Linked DNA regions of Danio rerio: region 1 is linked to region 2. Evidence: chromatin contacts called from public Hi-C data. All regions are on one chromosome and are shown on one strand. The core of a region is the stretch at or near the end of the contact, and the rest is flanking DNA. Distances in the headings are between cores, read along the strand shown. Region 1 overlaps tle2b (TLE family member 2, transcriptional corepressor b). Region 2 has its middle 4.4 kb from the start of trnaq-uug.

Region 1 (7,322 bases), core at 3,636-6,135, 110 kb before region 2:
TTGTTCTGACCATTCACCTTTGAAACATATATGGATGTGGTTTCGATCCAGACTACAAATGTCAGTTTTCATGTGATCTGACTGTTTACATTTGTAACAAAAATAGATATTCTTTGGATTCTGATTATTTACATTTTATACATCTTATATTTACATGCGGTCTGATAGTTCACATTTGTTACATATATGGATGTGGTTTGGATCTGGATTATAAACATCTGATTTCATGTGATCTTATACCATTCATACTTGTTACGCTTGTTTGTTTTTGATATGGTTTGGATTCAGATTACAGATGTTTGATTTCATGTGATCTGTTTTCATTTGTAACACATATGGAAATTGTTTGGATTCTTAATATTAACATCTGGGGTCATGCAATCTGACAGTTCACAAATATATGGATGCAGTTTGGATCTGGATTAAAAGTATCTGATTTTATGTGATCTGAGTTTGGGATACATCAGGATGTAGTAAGGATCTTGTTTATAAATCAGTTCAGTTTCATGTATTTTATCCATTTACACTTAAATTAAACATATGTGGATATGGCTTGAATTTGGTTTATAGATTTACCATGACCAGTGATTTGACCATTCACATCTGAAATGTGTGGTTTGGATCAGGTTTAATTAATGTCTGATTTCAATAACTGTCATAAAAATAGGATATATAACTTGTTATAATACTTTGTTGTTGTTTTAAATACAGAAGGCATTGGAATAGTTGAGTGAAATGTGCATCCTATACAGTACTTTGGGTTTTAAAAGGAAGAACTTGACCATGCACCTTGCATTTAACAAACCTGGTTTATACAAATCTTTTTGTGAACTGGATACTGAAACCCTGAAACCACATACGCATGGCAATACAAATAAACAACACTATCAGTGGATGCAATTCATTCTCATTGAATCCCCTGTGTGCGTTTGTGTGTGTGCGTGTGTGTGTGTGTGTGTGTGTGTGTGTGTGTGTGTGTGTGTGTGTGTGTGTGTGTGTGTGTGTGTGTGTGTGTGTGTGTGTGTGTGTGTGTGTGTGTGTGTGTGTGTGCGTGCAATTATATGGTTTTAATGGGGTTTTAGGGAGGGTCAAATCTCTCACGATGCTCCATAATTACACACATACTTATAACATTAAACCAAGACACAGCTAAAACTATAAAGTGGAATAATTTTTTTAAATAATATAATATTCATGAATCAAAAAATAAATACTGATTACGTAAAATATGATATATGAATCCTTATTTTTGTAGACAAATATGCATCAGATGATCCATGATTTGATGATTTGGTCTTTGGCGATCTATTAACATGCCCCCACTTCATTGATATTTAATGTTAGTATCTTCTGTAAGAATAGCCAGTGCCTGTGTGTGCCTCTCGTTTTGTTCCTCAGACTGATTTCCCTCTACATCAGTCTTTTCTGGCATGTGAGGAAGGGGGTAATCATACACTTTCTGTGTGAGCTGGCACAGATGAATGGAGAGTGATGGAGAAAGACAAGAAACAGACAAATGTCACAGGAAGGGAAATAAAATATCAGTGTAAAGTTTTGTCGAGAGCTTCCCACTTGTGGGTGGAGCTTCTGTCATCGTGCTTTCATTCAACAAACTGATTTGCTCTTAATAGGATTCCAGATTTCTGCGTCTCCGCCCTTCCTCTAATCCTGCTTTCATCGTAGTACTTTTATTTATTCGTTTATTTATTTATTTATTTCCTGTCAGTCTCTGTAGGTCTCACTTCTATCCCTGTGGATTTAAAACACTGGATTAAGATATGATTGCTGGATAGACAGAGATCTAGATAGTTCAGAGTGTGTGTGCGCGCACGTGTGTGTGTGTGCACACCATGTCTTCCTGACATTGTGGGGACACTTGTATATGAAAATACCAGTAGATTTTGACCTTGATTTAACCATTTTTTGACTTTTGAAAATGTAAAAATGCAGATTCATTTAAGAGTTTGGTTTAAGGGTAGGTTTGGAGTATGGGGATGGAATATATAGTTTGCACAGTATAAAAGTCATTACGTCAATAGGAAATCCCCATATAGATAGGTGTTTGTATGTATGTGTGTGTGTTTTAGAATTCTAGGCTGTGTGAAATTGCCACATGATTTTCAGCACTGCTCAGATGATGTCTTTTGCACATGATTGGCATCTCAATTATAGTTCACTGAATTTGAAAACATGTGTTCACTGAATCTCAGAATGCATGCATGTATTCGGTCAGGGGTCTGTATATAAATGTTTTGTTCTCTCTGTCTGTGTGTGTCCTTTTGTCTGCTTTATCTGTATGTTTTTCTGTAAATCTGCACTCATTTCTGAATTGTTGTGTACACCTGATCTAGTGCTTGCAAACACAAATATCTAGTCAGCCAATCACATGGCAGCAAGAATATTCACCCTCTTGATGTGGTTTGGATTTGGATTAAGATCGTTCGATTCCGTGTTACTTGTTTATGTTGTCATGGATGAGTCGTAACATTAAGTGAGTTTCTACTGGTGCTTTGTGAAAATAAGAGAACACAACAAATAAATGTGCAAAACAAAAATAACAATTTATTAAACAATGATATTAAACAATGAATATAGGAATTCAAAATGTACCTTAAATAACCGAATCAAACAAAAAACAGGAGTGTTGCCAAAATGAAGAAATAAATATAACAAAATAATCTAAAGGGGTGACGTGGTGGCACATTAGGTAGTGCTGTCGCCTTACAGCAAGAAGGTTGCTGGTTCGAGCCTCAGCTGGGCATGTTGGCGTTTCTGTGTGGAGTTTGCATGTTCTCCCAGCGTCACGTGGGTTTCCTCCGGGTGCTCTTGTTTCCCCCACAGTCCAAAGATATGCGGTATAGAATTGGGTAGGCTAAATTGTATGTAGTGGATTAGTGTGAAGGAGTGTGTATAGATGTTTCCCAGAGACGGGTTGCAGCTGGAAGGTCATCCGCTGCGTAAAACATATTCTGGATAAGTTATCGATTCATTCCGCTGTGGCGACCCCAGATTAATAAAGGGACTAAGCCAAAAAGAAAATGAATGAATGTATCTAACTAAATCCCAACCCACTAAACTAGCCAAAGAAAAATGCAGACAAAACCATAATCTTCAGCGTATGTGAAGCTTAACTATTCAAAACATAATTACAAGTGTGGCAACTCCTTCATGAACTAACTAACACAAGAAAACTATTCTGCTCAGAACTACTAGAATTCTCGTAAAGTACACACTGTTAGCAGTTAGCAAAACAAGATCTTATTTGATAATCCAATTCTCATAAATATCGTTCGACTTCCTAAAAATCTGAGCTGCACAAACTTATCCAAGGAATAAAGCACTTAAACGAGAAACAAGCTAAACAACAAAATAATATAAACACAAGTTAACAGGCTGGTCGACACATGTGAAGAGTTTCATTAAAATCAGGCGCTCCTCCTGAACTGCACAAGCGAACGTATTTTTAAACCATGATTGGTGCGCCGCTCCTGATTGGTGCGCAGAGTGGAGTCATAGAGATAATTGACAGCCTTCTCGCCCAATTGTTGCACATCTAGGGCAGGACAGAGTACACAACGGAAAAGATAAAAGAAAGTGACACACAAAACATTTAATGCGATTTGACTTCACATTTAAAGCTAAAATCTATGTGGTTTGGATGCAGTAAACAACCAGTGTCATATGTTGTAACTGTTTACACTAGTAAGATATGTAGATGTGGTTTGAATTCAGTTTATAAATGTATCTGTTTACATTTAAAACACAATTGGATAAGATTAAAATTTCATTCAACTGATCGTTTACAGTTGAAGCCTGTCTGTCTATTCATCCTATTCATCCATCCATCCATCCATCCATCCATCCATCCATCCATCCATCCATCCATTAATTCATTCATCCATCCATCCATCTGTCCATCCATCTTTCTGTCCATCTGCTCATCCATCTATCCATCCATCTGTCACTCTGCCCATCCATCCATCCATCCATTCATCCATCCATCCATCCATCCATCTGTCACTTTGCCCATCCATCCATCCATCTGTCACTCTCTCCATCCAGTTATCCATCCAGTTATCCATCCATCCGCCAAAGTATCTATAAATTTTTCCATCAGATTTTTTGTCCATCCATTCATCCATCCATTCATCCACCAAACTATCTATTCATGTTTCTATCAGATTTTTTGTCCATCCATCCATCCATTCATCCATTGCAGTTTCCATCCATCTGTCTAACAAACTATTCATTTTTACATCAATTTTTTTTGTCCATCCATCCATTCCCATCAATCTGAGTGTCCATCCATCCAGCCGCCAAACTATCTATTAATTTTTCCATCAGATTTTTTGTCCATCCATCCATTCATTCATCCATCCATCCATCTATCCATCCGTCCATCCATCCGGATTCTGTCTAGGTTTATGCGGTTTACAAGGACACAATTGTATAATGACATGGACATGACTTAATTGTATTCTATTACGATGGTTTATGAGGACATAGCCATTGTCCTCATAATTCAAAACACTAAAAAATCATACTTAACAAGTCTTTTTGTATTCAAATGCCACATGTGTCCTGTGAGGGCTGGGTTTAGTTGTAGGGGTGGGGTAAGATCATTGTGCCAAAAGAGAGTTTTCATAAACCATATATGCAGGTATGTGTGTGTGTGTGTGTGTGTGTGTGTGTGTGTGTGTGTGTTTGTGTGTGTGTGTGTGTGTGTGTGTGTTTTTTCCAGCAGTAGTGCGAGACAGCCTTTCTAATAGCTCTGGCATTATCATTACAGCCAATGCAGTGAGGTGTGTGTGTGTGAAAGAGACAGAGACAGCAGAACCATAAAAAAAAGTGAGAATAAAGAAGCCACACAACACACACACACACACACATCCATGCTCCTTTAAAGTGATGCCCCCGGATGCACGCTTGGTCTTATCAGCCTGCCCCCTTTATGTCTAATGGACTCTCTCTCTCTCTCTCTCTCTCTCTCTCTCTCTCTCTCTCTCTCTCTCTCTCTCTCTCTCTCTCTCTCTCTCTTCAAACATTTAAAGGCAGATATTAAGCAATGAAGCTCTAATCACTGATTGTGGTCACAGGCACAGAGGTATTCAATAAAGCCCTCATTTTCTCTTCTTCTCATCTGTCACACAGCTCTCTCTCTCTCTCTCTCTCTTTCTCTCTATCTCTGCTTGTTCTCTCTTAAATTCCCTCCTTCTCTCATTTTGGCTCGCTCTAGTGCTCTCTCTCCTTTTCTCTCTTTTTCTCTGGGCATCGTGCCAGCCTCTCTTCCCCTGGCGCTCCGCCAATCTCCCCCTCTCCTCTCTCTTTCTCTCTCGCTCTCTCTCTTTCTTTCTGATTGATGGCCCTTCCATTCGGAAAAAGGAAGAAAAGAAACAGAACGAGGGAGGAAAAGAGAGCAGTAAAGCACTGAGAATCAGACACACACACAAAGGAGGACACGGGCACACATATATGCACACATGCAGAGGCTCATGGGTAATTAAATGTGCGAGGGAAAAGCACTTACAGAGAGGCGATGAGGACGCATTCCTGCACATGTGTACACAAACACACAATCCAGTTGCATTACAAACAAGAAGGCCCTTGTGGGTCATCTGATTATATACTGTACAGTTGAAATCAGAATTATTAGCCCCCTCTTTATTTTTCCCCCTAATTTCTGTTGAAAGGAGAGAAGATTCAACACATTTCTAAACGTAATAGATTTATTAACTCATTTCTGATAACTGATTTATTTTATCTTTGCCATGATGACAATAAATAATATTTTAGATATTTTTCAAAACACTTCTATACAGCTTAAAGTGACATTTAAAGGCTTAACTAGGTTAATTAGGTTAACTAAGCAGGTAAGGGTAATTAGACAAGTTATTATGTAATGATGGTTTGTTCTGTAGAATATTGAAAAAAATAATTTTGACCTTAAAATAAATGGCTTTTAAAAAATTAAAAACTGCTTTTATTCTAGCTGAAATAAAACAAATAAAACTTTTTTTCCAGAAGGAATATTATTATTAGACATACTGTGAAAATTCTCTTGCTCTGTTACAAATTATTTGGGAAATATTTAAAAAAGGAAAAAGTTTCAAAGGGGGCTAATAATTCTGACATGACAGTAGGTATATTATTTGTTTTTGTAAAAATATTTGAATTATTATGCATTTCTTTTGTAAATAGATATTTTGATAACACTTTAAAATAATGCTCCGTTAGTTAATAAAGCTAGTAATAGATTAATTACAGTATTTATTCATCTTTGTTAATGTTAGTTAATGGTATTTAAGTTAGAAGCTCATGTTAGTTAATGTTAATTCATAGTGCATTACCTACTGTTACTGTTGCTTTAGATTTTAATAATGCATTTGTTAACGTTGAACTATAATTAATAAATGCTGTACAAGCTTATTATTATACATTAAAATTTTTGGACCATTATTTCAAAGTGTCACGCCCCATTCACTTTGAATGGGTGACGTCTAGCCGAACTGAATTGTGGATCTGTCAACATGACGTCGCTTGCTACAGACGTTGGAAATTTCTCAACTATTCAAGCGCCAACGAAATCGTCAGCCAATCCGATTGCTTTATGCAAACACCCCCGCTTAGACAGTAGCTGATTGCAGGCTTATTTCATTGGCTGACGCAATCATCATTGCCCAACTTCAGACACACTCTCTGTTGACGCTGAAACCCCATGTAATTTGGGCATTACCAATATTAAAAAAAAAAAAAAAGTCATTAAAGGATGAATACGCTGCTGGAATCAGCTCCCAGAAAGGATAAGATGTGCTCCAACATTAGACACATTCATATCAAAACTGAAAACACATCTGTTTAGCTGTGCCTACTAAATGAGCACTGTGCTACACCCGACAGATTGCACTATTGTGTCTTTCTTTTCTTTTTCATTTGTTTTATAACACGTTTTAACATATTTTGTTCTGTTTTTAAGAATTTTTTTCTTTGTTATTTTTGTTTCTTATACTTGTTTCTTTTAATCTTGGTCATGCAAAACACTTCAAATTACCATTGTGTATGAAATGTGCTATATACAGTAATTAAACCTGCCTTGCTTAAAATATTTGACTTATATCTTTTTTTTATATTCCACTACACATTATGTGTTTTATCTATGAATTATTCTTTCCATTTTTTTTTTTTTTTGTATTTTAAATATTTTGTCAAAACTTCAGTTTAAACAATATATTTAAGTTTTTCGCTTTGGTACATTTCTCAGATCAGAATTGATATTTGCAAAACAGAAAGGGAATTTTTCAAAAAATTTGTATACTATTAGCAAA
Region 2 (7,431 bases), core at 3,934-6,433:
TGTTGGAAAAACAAACAAAATTGAGTGTAAATATCCTAATAAATAAAAACTAACACATTTTAGGATTAATTTGTACTAAGGTAAAACAAAATAAGATAATAGGTTTTCCGAGAACATAATATTTCCCTATTTTATGTCATGATTTCGTAATACATTTGCTATGTTTACTATTCATGACATTCCAGTAGATGGCGATGTCATTTTTATAAGCAAACACTACATATGCACACACATGATCCCATTCACCTTATTTGTCCTATTGACCTTATTCTAAAATGCGGAAGTGCGCCTGTTTTCGCGATTGTCTTAGAACTTCCGATTCAGTCGCCTATGGGAGAAATGACTCGGAATAATAAACGGCAGAAAATGGCCAAACTACTTGCTCAACAAACAAATGTTTGCATGACTACACAGACCAAGTAGCATAATATAATAAGAAAATATTAAATTGCAACATCAAGCAGCGTAACGAGCTGTTGTTAACGTCAAAAAATGAATGGAAGTGAATGTGACCGGAAGTCGCGAGACAGAAAGATTCAAATGGCAGCGCCCGCTCGACAGCTGAGAACAAGGTAAATACCAGAGGATGCAGCCATTTAAATCTTTTTGGCTTGAGACTTCCGGTCTCATTCACTTTTAATTCATTTTTAGACGTTAAAAACAGTTTGTTATGGTGCTTGATGTTGCAAACTGATATGTTCTTATAATATTTTTCTGCTTTGTTTGTATAGTCATGCAAACACTTGTTTGTAGAGCAAACTACAAACTTGTCTGTGGTTTATTCTTTCTAGTCATTTCTCTTATAGGTAACTGAATCGGAAGTTAAAACAATTGCAAAAATGAGCGCACTTCCGCTTCTTTAGAATAAAGTCAATAGTCCAGCATAGTTGTTTTGGTTGTCAAGTACTCACACCATTACTAACAGAAAGCATAAAATGACAATCATTTTCAAAAAAAAAATGTTTTTTTCAAGTTTATGCAGAGATGATAGAAATTTCAAAAAATAAATTTGTGTGAGCACGGTCACAGCAAGAAGGTCGCTGGTTTGAGTCTCCGCTGGATCAGTTGGCATTTTTGTATGCAGTTTGTGCAATAGATTAATAAAAAACTAAATGGGCCATAGTGTATGAGTGTTTCAACTGTGTAAAACAGATGAAGAATAAGTTGGCGGTTCATTCCACTGTGGCAACCCCTGATGAATAAAAGGACTAAGCTGAAGAAAATTTTCAGAAGTTTCCCCTACAAATACCATTGCTTTTAAATGTGTCAAAAATGCAGTAAAAATATTTTTACACTATTTTACACTACACTAAAATTCACATTTTTTTTTTTGTTTCAGTCTGTTTCAATCTTTAAGGATATCTTTAAGGATTAACTGGATATTAGCTAGTGTGCTCCAAAACAGTGACAAAATTTGCGTTTAGAAGATAAAAAACAAATATAAACATGTACAATTTGTCATTTCCACCTAAATCGATCAACGATTTTTTCAATTCTCATAAAATCTTGACCAAACAAATACTCTCTAAAATCATACATGCCCCACGCCCTTTCAGGTGCTTTTCATTTGATGCGCTTGAGCTCAACCACTCTCACTTGCAAAACTGTGATGATTCGAAATGCTATAGGCTGTTTTTTTTTTTAACGGAGAGGAGCTACACTACGTCCCAACCTTTCTAGTTTTCCAGTTAAGATTATGTCAAACATAGAATAAAAATGCACATTTCAGAGCACTTCACGGGACCTTTAAGAATTAAATAATAGCTTTTAAACCACAATCAAATTTTCATACAAGATGAATATTCTAAAAAACAAAAAGTGACAGAAATATTTCTTTATCACAAACACAAAGCTTTTAGTTTCGCCTTTCCTCGAACAGTTCACATGCTAGATATATGGTTTCACACACTCGACTGCAAACATACCTGTGCACATATATCAAACTGACAGCAGTGTCTTCACTTTCTCCAATTACAGGACTATATTTAGGCCCGAAATGGTCACTTATTCAGCGGCGGAGAGATAATTTGTTTGCATTTGTGTTGGTGCTTTGCTCTCGGCGTGACACTTGTGGTACTTGACTCTCTGCTTAAGGATTTGTCGCGATATATGCACTTAGCAGAATGTGACCTTGCTAAGAAAAGCACTTCATATAAATGTAAACCTGATGCAAAAACATCCACTTTTGAATAATCTTAACAGCCAAAAGACTAAAGGGCCATTCAATGACAATGACTACAATGATGTTGTAAAAACCATACTAAAATAATAATTCCATCCTTTTTTTAAGAGCTTGAACGTTTAAAGTAGTAGCAGTTTTTTTTATTGCTAATAGTTACAGTTCTTAATTATTAATGGGTCTTAATGAACAAAAATGGGTAAAAGTCTGTTTACAATAAGAATTATAACTGAAAAGTAAACTATTTTATCAATAGACAATAGCCAGCAGGCACAGGACGTCAATATGATGTCAGATTGATGTTGTACCCTCGTCATCGGGACGTTACATTTTGTCTGTAAATGAAAATTGGGTTGACGTCAGAACCCAACATCAGGCCAACGTCCAACCTAAAATCAACCCAATGTCTAATGATGTTACAGCTTGACGTTGTGTGGGTGTTACCATTATGACGTCTATCAGATGTTGGATTTTGGTTGCCATACCTGATGAATAAGTGTCAGTATATGACGTCAATATGACGTTGGTTTAAGATGTTGGCTCGATGTTGGATTTTGGTCACTTTCCAACACAACCTAAAATCAACAAAATATCAACGTCATTTTACATCGTTATTGCACATCATAATAACGTCCTGACGTCATGACCTAAATCAATCAAATCAAGTAAATAAATCAAATCAAGACTAATATTAACGTCTCATGTAGTTGTGTGCCTGCTGGGTACATTTACAGCAATGGACAATATATTCTGTTAATTAGAAGTGTGCTCTACAGTTTTGTCTATCACTTTAAATTCTAAGACTGATTCTGATTGGCTGTCTGTTTCACCATTTACTTGGTTTGTGAACAATTGATTTTATTACTTCAGTTTTGTTTAATATAGAAAGGATACAGCTTATGACGTCACAGTGGTGCAGTGAGTAGCACGATCACCTCACAGCAAGAAGGTCGCTGGTTCAAGCCTCGACTGGGTCAGTTGGCTTTTCTCCTTGTGTTTGCGTGGGTTTCCTCTGGGTGCTCCGGTTTCCCCTACAGTCCAAAGACATGTGGTACAGGTGAATTGGGTAAGCTAAATTGTAGTGAATGAGAGTGTATGGATGTTTCTTAGTGATGGGTTGCAGCTGGATGGGCATCCGCTGAATAAAACATATGCTGGATAAGTTGGCGGTTCATTCCACTGTGGTGACCCCAGATTAATAAAGCGACTAAGCTGAAAAGAAAATTAATGAATAATGAGGATACACCATATGACTATATCTTAAAACAAACCCCCCACCCAAGTAGACTTATTCTACATTAACAGAAGTCAGAAGATTGCTATAAAAAACAAGAATAATGTTAAACCAAATAAAGAGTAGAAGTTTTAAAACATTCAAATAAATGACTATTACACATTGAGATACATAAAGTACACATAAACAGAAAAGCTGTACATTAGAAGTTAGAAACAAAAGATTTGAAAACATCAAGCAGTATAATCCAAGACTTAACAGTTTTTGACTGAGCTTCATGTGTGCACACTGTTTAAAGTTCCATACAAATAATGTCCAGCAATGATAGGCCCCATTGACGTCTACTCATTATATGAGGAGGGATCCATTAATTCATTTTCTTTTCGGGTTAGTCCCTTTATTAATCCGGGGGCGCCACAGCAGAATGAACCACCAACTTATCCAGCACGTTTTTACGCAGCGGATGCCCTTCCAGCTGCAACACAAGGGAGAACATGCAAACTCCACACAGAAACGCCAACTGAACCAGCCAAGGCTCGAACCAGCAACCTTCTTGCTGTGAGGCGACAGCACTATCTACTACACCACCAGACCACCACCAGACCACTATCTACTTCTATCTACTATCTACTTCTATCTACTTCTATCTACTTTCACCATTTACCAAAAAAAAGTAAAGTGTTTTGTCCACTTTACTATGGAATATATTCATTCATTCATTCATTCTTGTCAGCTTAGTCCCTTTATTAATCCAAGGTCCCCACAGTGGAATATATATACATAAATTCTTAAATGTACAACGAAAAACGACAAACTCTTTACATTTTTTTAAATTATATATATATATATATATATATATATATATATATATATATATATATATATATATATATATAATTTTATACATTTAATTATTTCCATTTTATTTATTTCTACTTTCATTTGTGACAATAAAACATCAAAATATGAGTGAAATTATGTTCAGTGTTGTTCAGTTTTAGAAAAACAAATCTGTAAAAATGAAACAACACTTATTTTGACCTGTATTTATCAAAATAAATCAAAGAAAATTACATTTTTACTATATTTTAAATATTTAGCTGGCAAATAGATAAAACCTAGCAATCTGAAGGTCATTGATTGGCCCAAGGCCCACTTTTAAAAAACCACCCCTTTAAATTTGCGTCTTTTAATGTGTCGTCAAATATTTTGTTGTTCTAAATCTGCCTGCCAAGATATTGTGGTGTATAAACGAATGTTTCCCTGAATGACATTTCTCTATAAAACAGTTGTATTACTAATTACTAATTTTATGCTCAGAGGAAAAAAACATTAAACAAAACACATTCTAACATATGAAAAACAACCTCTCTAAGTGTGACACTAAGCACTCGACTTGATCTGCTAATTATCGCAATGTCTACTAATGAAAGAATGTGACCTTGCTATGAATGTGCTCAAGATAAATATAAAACTGATGACTCATCAGCTTTTAAATAAATATATCAGCCATAGAAAAACTAATGAATGAGCAACAATGAAAGTCTATAGCGTAGAGTGTGTCTCCAGGCCAGAGTGGAGGTGACTGACGGCTAGACAAGACTGTGCTGTTGTTGTGATCCCCTCTACACACACACAAACACACACACACACACACACACACACACACACACACACACACACACACACACACACATACACACATCCCTCACAGACAAGCCTCATGTCAGCACGGAGACGGCAGGCTGATTTATTGGATTCTCCTCCCTTGGGATCCTCCAATTCTCCCCCCATCCATCCATCCATCCATCCATCCCTCCTCCTCTTTCCTGCTTTCCCCAGGGGGCAGAGAAGGGGTAATGACCCACATCAGCATCCAAACACACACACACACACACACAGAAACAATTGTTCAAGCACATTTGCACCCTTCACAGGATATCAAACCTCGAAATTTGAAATTCCATCGCAGCAATTATTCAAGCCATAATTAAGATGATTCATGCTGACAAAAAAAGATGCTTCAACCTGAAAGCAAGACGGTGCATTTGCATATAGAGATAAGTCTGCTATTATCATAGATGTATTAATTTTGTTGTTGAATGCATGTCAGTTTTGTCTTTATTTGAGCCCGTTCGTATCCAATGCTGCATTTCTGATCAGTTTTTATGAGTCAGCAGATTAACGGATTCATAATATCGCCTTTGAAACATTTTACAATGTTGTAATTTGGTTGCAATTAGGTAACGTTGTAGTAAAAATTATTTAAATAAATTCTAAAACATTTTTACTATTGAAAATTCATTCATTTAATTACCTTCTCGAGCTGCCATACTTAAATATATTGTTATTAAAATTAAACATTTTCCAAAAAATACCATCACAATATTTGGTATTGCGATATTTTATATTTTATTCTGCAATAATTGTTGCGATATGAATACAGTTTCACAAGATGGTTTGAATAGTTTTCTGGGACGTTTAACAGTATGCAGGTACATAAATTTAAAAAATCACAATGCAAAATATGATTTTCTTATGCTTTTTCTCATTTCTAGACTAAATATCTAAAGATTCTTAGATTAAGAACTTGTTTTGAACTTCAGAAGACATAAGCTAAAATTAAGAGTTTTCTTTAAAATGACAAGCTAAATTATCTTCCTGTGGGATAATAATAATAATAATATTATATAATAATATAATAATGATAATGTTAAAAAATAATAATCATTTTTGCATAAATCGTATAAATTCTGTATAAATACAATAAATAAATACAATAATTAATTTTTGGCTCATGTTCAACTATAATCCAGACTCAACATTGCATATCTTTGCTATGTGACTATTGCAGATGTGCACACTGCGATATCGATGCTAAAACGATATATTGTGCAGCTCTAATACCAATATTATATAATTTATAATTTATATACAATTAATTAATTTATAATTTATATAATTATATAATTTGTTTTTACCAAAACTAAACCACAGCAAACTGCAACTTATAAAAGATGCTGTATACAGGTGTCAAAATAATGTAATGATGTCTAATATAAATAACGAAAGAAATGTTTCTAAATACAAAACCAATACACAACCATTTGTTTGTGTGTGTGTGTGTGTGTGTGAGCTTGACCAGCCTGGTTTAAGCTAGACATAGCTTGTTATAGCTGGGCTTTCAGCCTGATAGGTTGGTCAATCTGGATTTAGCTGGTCATCTCCCAGCCTGACCAGCTAATACCAGGGTGGAAATGGCTGGAAACCTGAAAAAGTCAAAACAACCTTTAAAACCAGGCTGGTGACCAGCTAAAACCAGCTAACCAGCTTAGGTTGGTTTAAGCTGTTTTTGTTAAATATGTGGTCAGTTTTTATGAGCCAACTGGTTATATTTTGAATAAAAATGTAGGCAATTTAGTGTGTTAACATTTTAATTACTTATTTTACATTTATTTGTGAATAAAAAATTGATATTTAAAAAAATGTTTAGGTGACATGGAGCTCAGTGGTTAGCACTGTCGCCTCACAGCAAGACGTTGACCACACAGAAATGATCATTAGTTGGCATTACTGTGTGGAGTTTGCACAAGGATGCACACGGATGTTCTCCGTGTTTGCATGTGTTTCCTCCAGGTACTCCAGATTCCCACACAGTCCAAAGACATGTGTAACAGGTGAATTAAGTAAACTAAATTGGCCATAGTATATGTGTGTGAATGAGTGTGTATGGGTGTTTCCCAGTACTGGGTTGCAGCAGGAAGGGCATCTGCAGTGTAAAACATATGCTGGATAAGTTGGCAGTTCATTCCGCTGTGGCAACTCCTGAAGAATAAAGGGACTAAGCCGAAGGAAAATGAATGAATAAAAAATGTTTTCAATTTGACTTACAAGATAAACTTGTTTTTTTTTTTTACATATGTCACAAATTATTATTAAATAAATATTGTTTTGACAAATTGCATCACATTATGATGTTATACCACCTGAATTAGTCTTGTTATTTAAAAAAGTCATT

What was found. Hi-C and Micro-C count contacts between places; a contact is called where the count stands out from the background.
Region 1: a contact with region 2 is called in a Hi-C map of an unstated tissue, with 2.0 times the contacts expected there. The contact joins two enhancer-like sites. A contact is called at or near these places in 4 of 18 Hi-C or Micro-C datasets (embryo and an unstated tissue).

What each region holds. Positions count from the first base shown.
Region 1 is chr22:21,561,969-21,569,290 of GRCz12tu, reverse strand. All of the region lies in intron 11 of tle2b (TLE family member 2, transcriptional corepressor b), which reads left to right. Among named protein-coding and RNA genes, the nearest start is that of tle2b, 74 kb to the left of the region's middle. Within about 2 kb of position 4,885, at least 16 of the 62 cell types and tissues checked have an H3K27ac peak or open chromatin away from gene starts, as enhancers often do.
Region 2 is chr22:21,455,028-21,462,458 of GRCz12tu, reverse strand. No RefSeq gene overlaps it. Among named protein-coding and RNA genes, the nearest start is that of trnaq-uug, 4.4 kb to the right of the region's middle. Within about 2 kb of position 5,183, at least 17 of the 62 cell types and tissues checked have an H3K27ac peak or open chromatin away from gene starts, as enhancers often do.